2 separate regions of the Macaca mulatta genome follow, and region 1 is linked to region 2. The links are chromatin contacts, called in public Hi-C maps. All regions are on one chromosome and are shown on one strand. Each heading gives the region's core, a stretch centred on a gene start, on an enhancer-like site or on the middle of the called end of the contact. The rest is flanking DNA. Distances are from core to core; before and after follow the strand shown.

The links. Hi-C and Micro-C count contacts between places; a contact is called where the count stands out from the background.
Region 1: a Hi-C map of blood shows a contact between it and region 2, with 7 times the contacts expected there. The contact joins the enhancer-like site here to the promoter of YJEFN3 in region 2. A contact is called at or near these places in 5 of 14 Hi-C or Micro-C datasets (CD4 T cells, blood, cortical neurons and 2 more).

The regions. Positions count from the first base shown.
Region 1 is chr19:20,529,526-20,533,956 of T2T-MMU8v2.0, reverse strand. No RefSeq gene overlaps it. Among named protein-coding and RNA genes, the nearest start is that of ZNF253, 68 kb to the right of the region's middle. Within about 2 kb of position 2,711, at least 34 of the 40 cell types and tissues checked have an H3K27ac peak or open chromatin away from gene starts, as enhancers often do. A contact at or near this core is called in blood, cortical neurons, fetal cortex germinal zone and 1 more, where this site is marked.
Region 2 is chr19:20,123,624-20,128,116 of T2T-MMU8v2.0, reverse strand. It overlaps YJEFN3 (YjeF N-terminal domain containing 3), which reads right to left and starts at 1,724. Exons shown (of 6, transcript XM_028840088.2): 1 at 1,644-1,724. The coding sequence starts at 1,702. NDUFA13 (NADH:ubiquinone oxidoreductase subunit A13) reads right to left here. Exons shown (of 6, transcript XM_002801470.4): 3 at 4,397-4,475; 4 at 3,297-3,368; 5 at 2,875-2,944; 6 at 2,445-2,636. The coding sequence ends at 2,517.

The sequences.
Region 1 (4,431 bases), core at 1,462-3,961, 400 kb before region 2:
AACTAGCTGGGTGAGGTGGCGGGCGCCTGTAGTCCCAGCTACTCAGGAGGTTGAGGCAGGAGAACGACGTAAATCCGGGAGGCGGAGCTTGCAGTGAGCTGAGATCCGGTCACTGCACTCCAGCCCGGGCGACAGAGCAAGACTCCGTCTCAAAAAAAAAAGATAAATCTGTATGAACAAATAAATCAGTGTTGATAAGGTGAATTCTACAGGTTGTATCAGGATTTTGGAGATTTCTGGGGATACGCAAGGCCCCAGAGTTTCCTCCTGTGACATTTTCCCTGAAGTTGCTCATGCTATTATTCAATTTGAAAATGGATAAAAATGTTTTTTCCTGTTCCAATATTTAAGAAATTCAAAACAAAAAGGCCTATGTATGCATGATTCTCAAACAGTCAGTGGTACCCGGCTAAGGAAGGGCAAAGAATCTCACATCCACAGAAGTATGATGTTCTGTCAGATAAAGATGCCTCCCTGTGCCAGAGCCACATATTTTACACCTGATCAGAATCTTTCACAGGGAAGCATTGCCCTGCAGCCCTACCACAGACTTAACCCTGAGAATCCGACTTAAACACTGATGAACACGCGCGCAAGTGTTCTGATCTACATGAATCCTCTCTTAATGGTTCCTTCCAGGGATCTGGGATTTTTCCCAAAGTCATCTGCCACACACAGACCGACTCAAAAATGTGGACAAAAGCTTTGATCCTTACTGGCACACCTGCCCGGTCCTATCAGCTTCTCTAGAAGTACGCTGCTCTAATTGCTCCTGAGAGACCCCATCTTAAGGTATCTCTCTGTGCCAACATAATAGATTTCATAAAGTGGGAAGACAATAGGCAAGAGTCAAGCTATGCTAGGGGCTGTCTAAGATTCCTTTACCTGTGTCTCTACTTCACACACATATCGACTAATACAGCTTCATGTCTAAGTGGTAGGAAAATGGAAGGAGGAGCCCCAGTTTACAGAAAAAGGAGAAAATGTAATCAATGCTGCCTAGCTTCCAGCTTCAGCTTACCCATGTGGGACTGAGTCTCCTCTGAAAAAAACAATGGTTCTCCATAGTACTAGTCTGTTCTCATGCTACTAATAAAGAGATACCCAAGACTGGGTAATTTACAAAGAAAGGAAGTTTAATTGACTCACAGTTCCACATGGCTGGAGTTCCGCAGTCGGTTCAACATCATGGAGGAAGGCAAGGAGAGGCAAAGTCACATCTTACATTGTGGCAGGCAAGAGAGCATGTGCAGGCGAACTGCCCTCTGTAAAACCGTCAGATCTCGTGATACATATTCACTATCACGAGAACAGCTTGGGAAAGACGCACCCCCCTGTGCTTCGATTACCTCCCACCAGGTCCCTCTCACAACACATGGGAGTTATGGGAGCTACAATTCAAGATGAGATGTGGGTGGGGACACAGCCAAACCATATCATCCATCACCTGAAGGAACTGTGGTCTCAGACAGCTGGGCATTGAGAGTGCACGCTGCCCCCTAGAATTCCACACCTACATCACAGAGAGAGAGAACAGTCTCAAAGGATTCTTAAGGGTAATGTGGGGAGTCAAAAGGAGGAGATGAATTCACAGCCTCTGCCTTACTTTCTGGTCTAACAAATACTACTCCTGTCCTGGCCCAAGAGGATTCCCATACTCTTTTCTGGGTTGCATGAGGAGTAATTCAGAAAGACAAAAAGTAATTAATGCCCCTCCATTCCCCACAGCTTCTGAGGTTTAAGTTGTGCATTCCTTGGGTTTCAGGTTGTTGTTCTCCCTCTACCTCCACAGAATCAGTGTGTCCCATTCCAACACCTGTAATTTCACCTGTATTCTTGTCACCTCCTACTTTCTCCTAGACATTTTATGTAGTAGAGCCAGGTGAAACACAGACAAGCATATTTACATAAAACTTAACCAGAACTAAGTTGGAGTTCCATAAGTCCCATCGGGCTAGGATGGCACTCAGGCTGGCCTAAGATTGTGGTTATGGAAAAGAATGTCACATTTTTCCCAGGAATGATCAGTGTGGAATCCCAAATTTGGGAAATGGATCCTTAGAGTCCCCAACTATTTCATCCTTCTCTTGGAGGCAATCAGGAAGAGATAATCCCCTTTTGGAGAAAACCATGTCTAATTAACAGATGGCCTAACCAGCATGTGTGGAAAACGAGGTAAAATCAGACAGTTGCCCCATTTTAGTAGATTTTGTAATAAATGCCACAAAGTCAGAGTTCAAATGGTCTCAAAAGCCTAAAAGGTAACATAGATTAGTTTCAAGGAACACATGGTGTCACTGAGAGTTCCAACTTCCCAGAGGGTGAGAACCATGGCAACTCTGAGCAGGCTGGGAAACGATCCCGGACCCTTGAAGTTCTGTGAGAAATCAAACTTCCGGCATTTTGGAAGTCAGGAAGCCAGCACGCTGGGGGATGCGGTATCACAATTACTTGGTGAGACAGGCTGCCTTGGCTACGTTCACTCCCATCAAGTAGGAGAGGTTAAAGAACAGCCAGGCTCCTCCTCCTCATGGCGGAAGTGCTCTGAAGGTATGGAGGAGCGAGGCCGGGAGCTGAAATTTCTTAATCAATGCCGGCCAGTGATCGCAGGGCTGCAGGACTACAATCCCAGCGTGCACAGGGATCAGGGACTGCGCGCCTCACTGGAGGAAGGGACAGAGCGGGCCGCGCCTCGCTGAGCTTTCTGGGAGATGTAGTCTCATAGCAACTCCCAGCCCTTTGGCTACAAGGCTACAGGACTACAATCCCAGACTGTACCAGGCTCGGGAGCGGTTCGCAGCCCACAGAAAGCGGCAGGGCGGTGCGCGCAGCGCCTCCTATGCTGGGAGTTGTAGTGTCTTCACCGTTCTTAGCCAGTGGGTAGGTTGCTTCAGAACTACAATCCCAGTATGCATCGGGCCGGTGCGTAGTCCTGGAGGTAGGGGCAGAGCGCCGTGGACTTACTGGTGTCCAAAGTATTGCTGGCAACCAATTCCATGCTGCCCCCTTGCCAGGGAGAGTGACTGCAGCTAGGGTCGTGAAGAGTAGGTCTGGGCTGGGCATTGAGGAGGGCATTAGGCTAGGAAGTATACTTTACCTTTGTCCAAATCGGGCGGTTCGGCCTCCCCTCATTGGCCCGGTGCAGCTGGGTTTCCTCTCTCACCTGCACCCAAGTCTCTTTCCAGAGCATTGCATCGTCTCCAGCCCAGGGAGCTGCCTTCTTTCCTAAACTGCTATGGAAACTGTCCTGATGTCTGAGACAATGTCCGTTGTGCCTCAGCCCTCTGCCTTCTCTAGCCAGAGCCCAAGCTCAGCTGCTTTTGAGAGAAATCTGCCAGATGGCCCACCTGCGCAGAAATTCAGAACTTTGTAGGGGGTCACAAGGGCTGCGTCTTCCGGGAAATGCCACGGGCACTGGCGTCCTTTTCGCAAATGTGAAAGTTGAGAAATCAAGAAGGTTAATTACTGGGTTGCCCAGGATCTGCTAAGAGCAAAGGAGGAAACCGCATTTCTCAGGCATGTGTCTTGTGAGCCATTTTTTATCAACCCTCTTAAGTGGACAAGCTGCAAAACACAACCTGAAGCTGATGATGATTTAGGCCATTTACGCTTGAACTAATTGGCCTCATCTCAAGTCAGTGTCTCAGAGACACAGGTGGGACCTGATCCCTTAGGAACAGACAGCATTCCAGATTTGTGGGAGCAACTTTTGTGATGTGGGGCGCCGGGGGGTCATTTGAAACTGGTCAGGTTGCTGGGCGTGGTGGCTCACGCCTGTAATCCCAGCACTCTGGGAGGCCGAGGCAGGCGGATCACGAGGTCAGGAGATCGAGACAATCCTGGCTAACACGGTGAAAACCCATCTCTACCAAAAATACAAAAAATTAGCCGGGCATGGTGGTGGGCGCCTCCCAGGTACTCGGGAGGCTGAGGCAGGAGAATGGCTGAACCAGGTAGGCAGAGCTTGCAGTGAGGCGAGATCGCACCACCGCACTCCAGCCTGGGTGACAGAGCCTCTATCTCAAAAAAAAAAAAAAAAAAAAAAAAAAAAAAAAAAAAAAAAAAAAAAAAAAAACCTGTCAGGTTTCACATCTGTGCTTTTGATGGAAAGCCCATCACTCACAGCAGTCGGGGATGTTCCTTAACTCACTGGGGCTCAGCTTGAATTTTTCTATCTAGATAATGTAAACATCTAGGAGCACTTCTGCTTCCATGTAACCTCTTAATAATTGATGTCCCTAAAATTCTATGTTCTTAGGGACAGTTTCTTTTGCTTCCGTAGGGCACCAGCTTTCATGCTGTTATATGTAATATGTAAAAACCTGGATGTTAATCTCCAAGACATTGTTCACATCACACATTCCAGTATGTTTCATTTGTGACTTCTGAATGTAAGACAATATCAAAGAGCTGAAAACTTGTTGATAAAAA
Region 2 (4,493 bases), core at 475-2,974:
ATCTGGCAGGCTGGGAACATGGCTCATTCCTCCACCTCCATCTTGTGACAGCTCTGACTGCTGCCCCTGCAGGAGGGTGTGGGGAGGAAGTGGAGAGCGGGATGGTGATGCATTTCTCTTCTTCTGTCCCAAAGCTTTGGTCTCTGGAAGCCACTTGGAACATTCTCTTCCTGCCTAACTGGTCATTAAAATGATAATGGGGGCTCTGTGGGCAGAGGGTTGTCCAGGTTAGGAACCTGGGGGTGGGGCGCAGCAGCAGCTGTGGGTTGGGGGGGGAAGTTTCGTGGGAATTGGAGCCTGGTGGAGGAGGGTGGCAGGCAGGACAGGTCCATTCTGCTGTTGTGGGATTCTGGGGGTGTTCAGAGGTGCCTTTTGCTCCCCCCAATCTCAGCCTCCAGATGAGAGAAGCTTCAAGGCCCCAAGGATTTCCCTGTCAGACCCAGGAAGCCTGAGGTGGCCTGGGTCCAAAGGGAACTGGGCCTGACACTCCCCAAATGCTTCCAGGAGGGGGCTCTCTGGGAGGTGAAACCTCAGGCCAGGGTGCCCATGCCACACTCACCCTGCCTCAGTCCTACCTGCTTCTCTCCTCCTCACACCTCTGCCCACCAGACCACCACAGGGCCACACACACCAGTCTCCTGCCTCCAAAACTCAACACGAGCCTAGGGTGCTTTGAAAACTTGAACACCAGATTGCATCACAGGATCCCAAACCTGCTGATGGCTCCCGAGGGCTCTGGGAACATTCAAGCTCCAAACTCCTCACCATGCCTAAGAGGCCCTTCTGTGTCTCCAGCCTTGTCAGCCGGTTCTCCACTAGGTTCTCGCTCCTACCCACCCCTGAGAGCCCCATCGCTCCCTTCACTTAGCATTTGAGGCCCCCCACACCAGTTGAAGTCCCGGGTCCAGCTCCTAGAACACTATTCCCTAGACTGAGTCTGGACACTGGCTGAGGGGACATGTGCCCTGCTAGGTGGGCAGTGGGCAGGAGCTGCTGGACGCATCTGGTTCACAGTGAGGTCCACAGCCTTGCCTGGGGTCCCATGTCACAAAGGCTGAGGAGGATGAGGTGGGAGTCACAGCTACGGCGCTAGTTTCAGATCCCAAACTCACCAACCTCTGGCAAACAGCCAGTGTGTTCCAAATCTGCTCTAGCCATGACTGCCTTCCCCAGGCCTCAGTTTCCTCCTCTGGACAAGGGAGGTGGTAGCATTTGAGCTCAGCTCAGCTCTTCCCATGTCGGGAAGTTGGGGCTGCAGCTCCAAGGTCCCTGGGAGAGATGGAGAGTGGGGTTGGGTCACGGTTGGGGTTCTGTGCGGGAGTGACCAGCGCTGTTGATGAATCATTCATGAGGGGCGGGGTTGCCCCCGGAGGCAGTTTCCCCAGCAACGCAGTTCAGTGTCTCCAGCAAGATACCAGGCGGGTCTCGGATTCCCGGGATTCCCAGGCTCCTCTTTGCCATATCCCTGCCTGCGATTCCCCACCGTGGTCATGCCTCTGCCGCTGAACCTCCATCCTGGCTGTGCCCGTCTCCAGTCCCCGGACCCCATTCTGTCCCAGCTATGCCTCTGCCTCCAGTCCTACTGGCTGCTCCTGGCCCCATGAGAGCCAAGCCCGTCTCCAGAGTCCCTCTCCCCCGCTGACCTGAGGAAACGCCGCTCCTCGGGCGCCTCCGACGGGTCTGGGCCGGCTGCGCTGCTCATGGCCGAGGTCAGCCGGGGCACCGGGCGCTGCCGCCACCACCACCGCCTTTTAAGCACACTCCCGGGGGGAGAGGGTGCCCGCTATTCTCCTCCCTCCCGCCCACCCTGCGTGCCCGCCACTCAGGAGGCGCCTCGAAGGCGCTGCGCGTCACCATTGGTCGGTGGACTCAGACGGACTTAACCCTTTCGTGCCAGGAGCGGAACTGCCAGGATCCCATAGCAGAGTCACCTGGCCAATCTTGGTTGCCTCACCCAACTTGGTTTCCCTGCAGATATCCCTGTGTCTCTGAGCTTCCCTCTCAGGGAGCGAGGAGCCCCTCCGCAGCCAAATACCCTCGCCATGCCTACAACTGGCGGGGCCGCACAGGGTATGGTGGTTCACGCCTGTAATTGCAGTGACGCGGGAGGCTGAAGCGGGAGGATCACTTGCATCCGGGAGGTCAAGGCTCCTCCCATTCCCCAGACCTCCGTGGAGAAGGTCTGACCCAAAGCTGACCCAGGGGCCCCCAGCCTGGAGGGGTGAGCGGGCTGCTGACAGGCAGGGTTTCAACAGGGAGGCAGGAGAGTCCGGGCATATCCGAGGCAGAGAGGAGGCTGGTGGTGGATCCAGGGGCAGCCCCTAGGTGTGTTTTGAGGCCACCCTGTATCGCATCTGTTCCGTCCCCATGCTACATGTGAGCTGGTGGTGCCTAGCTGGGCCCTCTCCTCCTTCTCTCCCCCAGTCCCCAGGAAAACAGGCAGGCCAGGTCTGCAGAGCATTTATTCCATCCCAGTGGGGAGGGGCAGGGATCCAGGTGGCCGGAGGGCACAGGGCCTAGGTATACCACATGAAGCCGTAGTTGGCATGGATAGCCTCCTCCGTGGTGCGCAGCCCATACAGCTCCCCGATCAAGGGGGGCACCCAGCGGGTTGTGTGGAACACAGACTCTCCCACCTGTGGGGACAGTGGGGTATGGGTAGAGGCACAGCCACCCACATACAGCCTGCTGGGACCCATCCCCCAGGACCAGTGGCCCCTATGCATGGCCAGGCGCTACAGCCTTCCCTCCTGGGACCCAGCACCCACCACCGCCTTGGTCCTGGGGTTTCTATAGAAAGCTGTGAGAGCTACCCGACCCCAGGCCCTGTCTCTGCCGTGGCTGGCATCCCTGCCCTCCTAGCCGGGGACCCACCTTCCAGTCGGGCACGTCCTTCATGATGATGGCCTCCTCCTCCAGGTTCTCCCGAAGCATCTGCAAGGTCCTGTGGGGATGGGGCCGATGGTGGGGGTGGGGCCTCAGTGCCCTGAGAGGCCCCTGCCTAGGGCCCCTGGTGGCACCCCTTCAAGCCTCCCTCCGACCCTGTCTCCCTTTCCCCCGGCAAACTCCTAGCTTTTCTCCTGCCCCAGCCCCAGTGCTGCCTCCTCCTCCAGGAAGCCTTCCGGTTCACCCCCTTGGGTCTCCACTAAGTCTCCACGCCTCTCTGAGGATGCAGCTGACGGCACATGGCAATGGCCCCCATGGGCATTCTGGCCACCTTCGGGGATGCAGGTCAGGCCCTGCAGCCTGGGGCCTTCAGGCCAGTGACCTCCCGATCTTGGCCCCAGCAGTGCTACCTCCGGTCAGTTTCTGCCTGGAACAGTGGCATCAGCGCGATGCGGGCCTCGAAGTCCTCGATCTGTAGGCGCCTGTGAAAGCCCGAAACCCACACTCAGGTCAGACCAGGCTGGGTCAGGGGAGCATAGGCAGCACCAGCCTCAGGGGTCAGAGTGCTGCTGGGGGAAGAGGCAGGGAATGGGGAGCTGGGGGAATAGCTGGGGGGGGGGCGGGGCGGGAGGCAGGCAGCGAGCAGGGTGAGGGTCGTGGGCAGAGCCCACCAGGAGCCTGAGAGGAGGGCGTGTGCAGGTAGCTGCACGAGTGACTGCCCACAAGACTGCTGGCTTTCTACTTTCTTTGCAATTAAAAACTTTTTTATCCTAAAAATAACTCTGCCTGATGATCGCGATGAAGGAGGGGGTGGCTTCATCACGGGGTTCTGGGCCTCACAAAACCATGTACCCTGTCTCTCGAAATAATCACAGTGTGTGAGGCTGGGGCAGGCGGGGCCACAATCCTTTCTTCTCCCTGCTTTCTGGCAGCTTCCAAGTTCCCTGCAATGACCCCCATCTTCCAGCCCTGCCTGGCCTGTGTCGGGTGGAGGGGGGTGTGGGGAAGCAGCGCCCAGCCTGTGACACAGGGAGAGGGGGGCGCCTGGCCCTAGTTCATCTGGCCCTGTGCGGCCACTGCCTGGTGTGGTCTGGTTTGAGCCTGGTCACCTCTGACAAAATTCTGCTTAGAAGGCCCAAGGCAGGCCCCCCACTCATACCCTGTCACTAACCTGGATCCGTGGGTCCCAGCCCTCCTCACTAGACACATTTTTTTGGACGGGGCGGGGGGACAGGGTTTCGCTCTATTCCCCAGGCTGGTCTTGAACTCCTGGGCTCAAGCAATGCTCCAACCTTGGCCTCCCAAAGTGCTGGGATTACAGGCATGGAGACATCTGGAGGACAGAGCCTAGAAATGGAAGTGCTGGATCTGCACTTTTTGGGGCCTGAGACTGCACGCCCAAGTTCAAGGGGCCAGTTCACCCCTTGCCAGCACAGGAAACAGCAGAATGCTACAGGATCCTGACAACTGGCCAGGACGACTTTCAGACAACGCCCACCGGGGGCCTTACCTGCGCTCACGGTTCCACTTCATTATGCTCCAGTGCCCGTACAGCAGGGTTCCAATGCCTATGGCCAGCATGCTGTAGCCTGTGGAGAGAGGCGCTG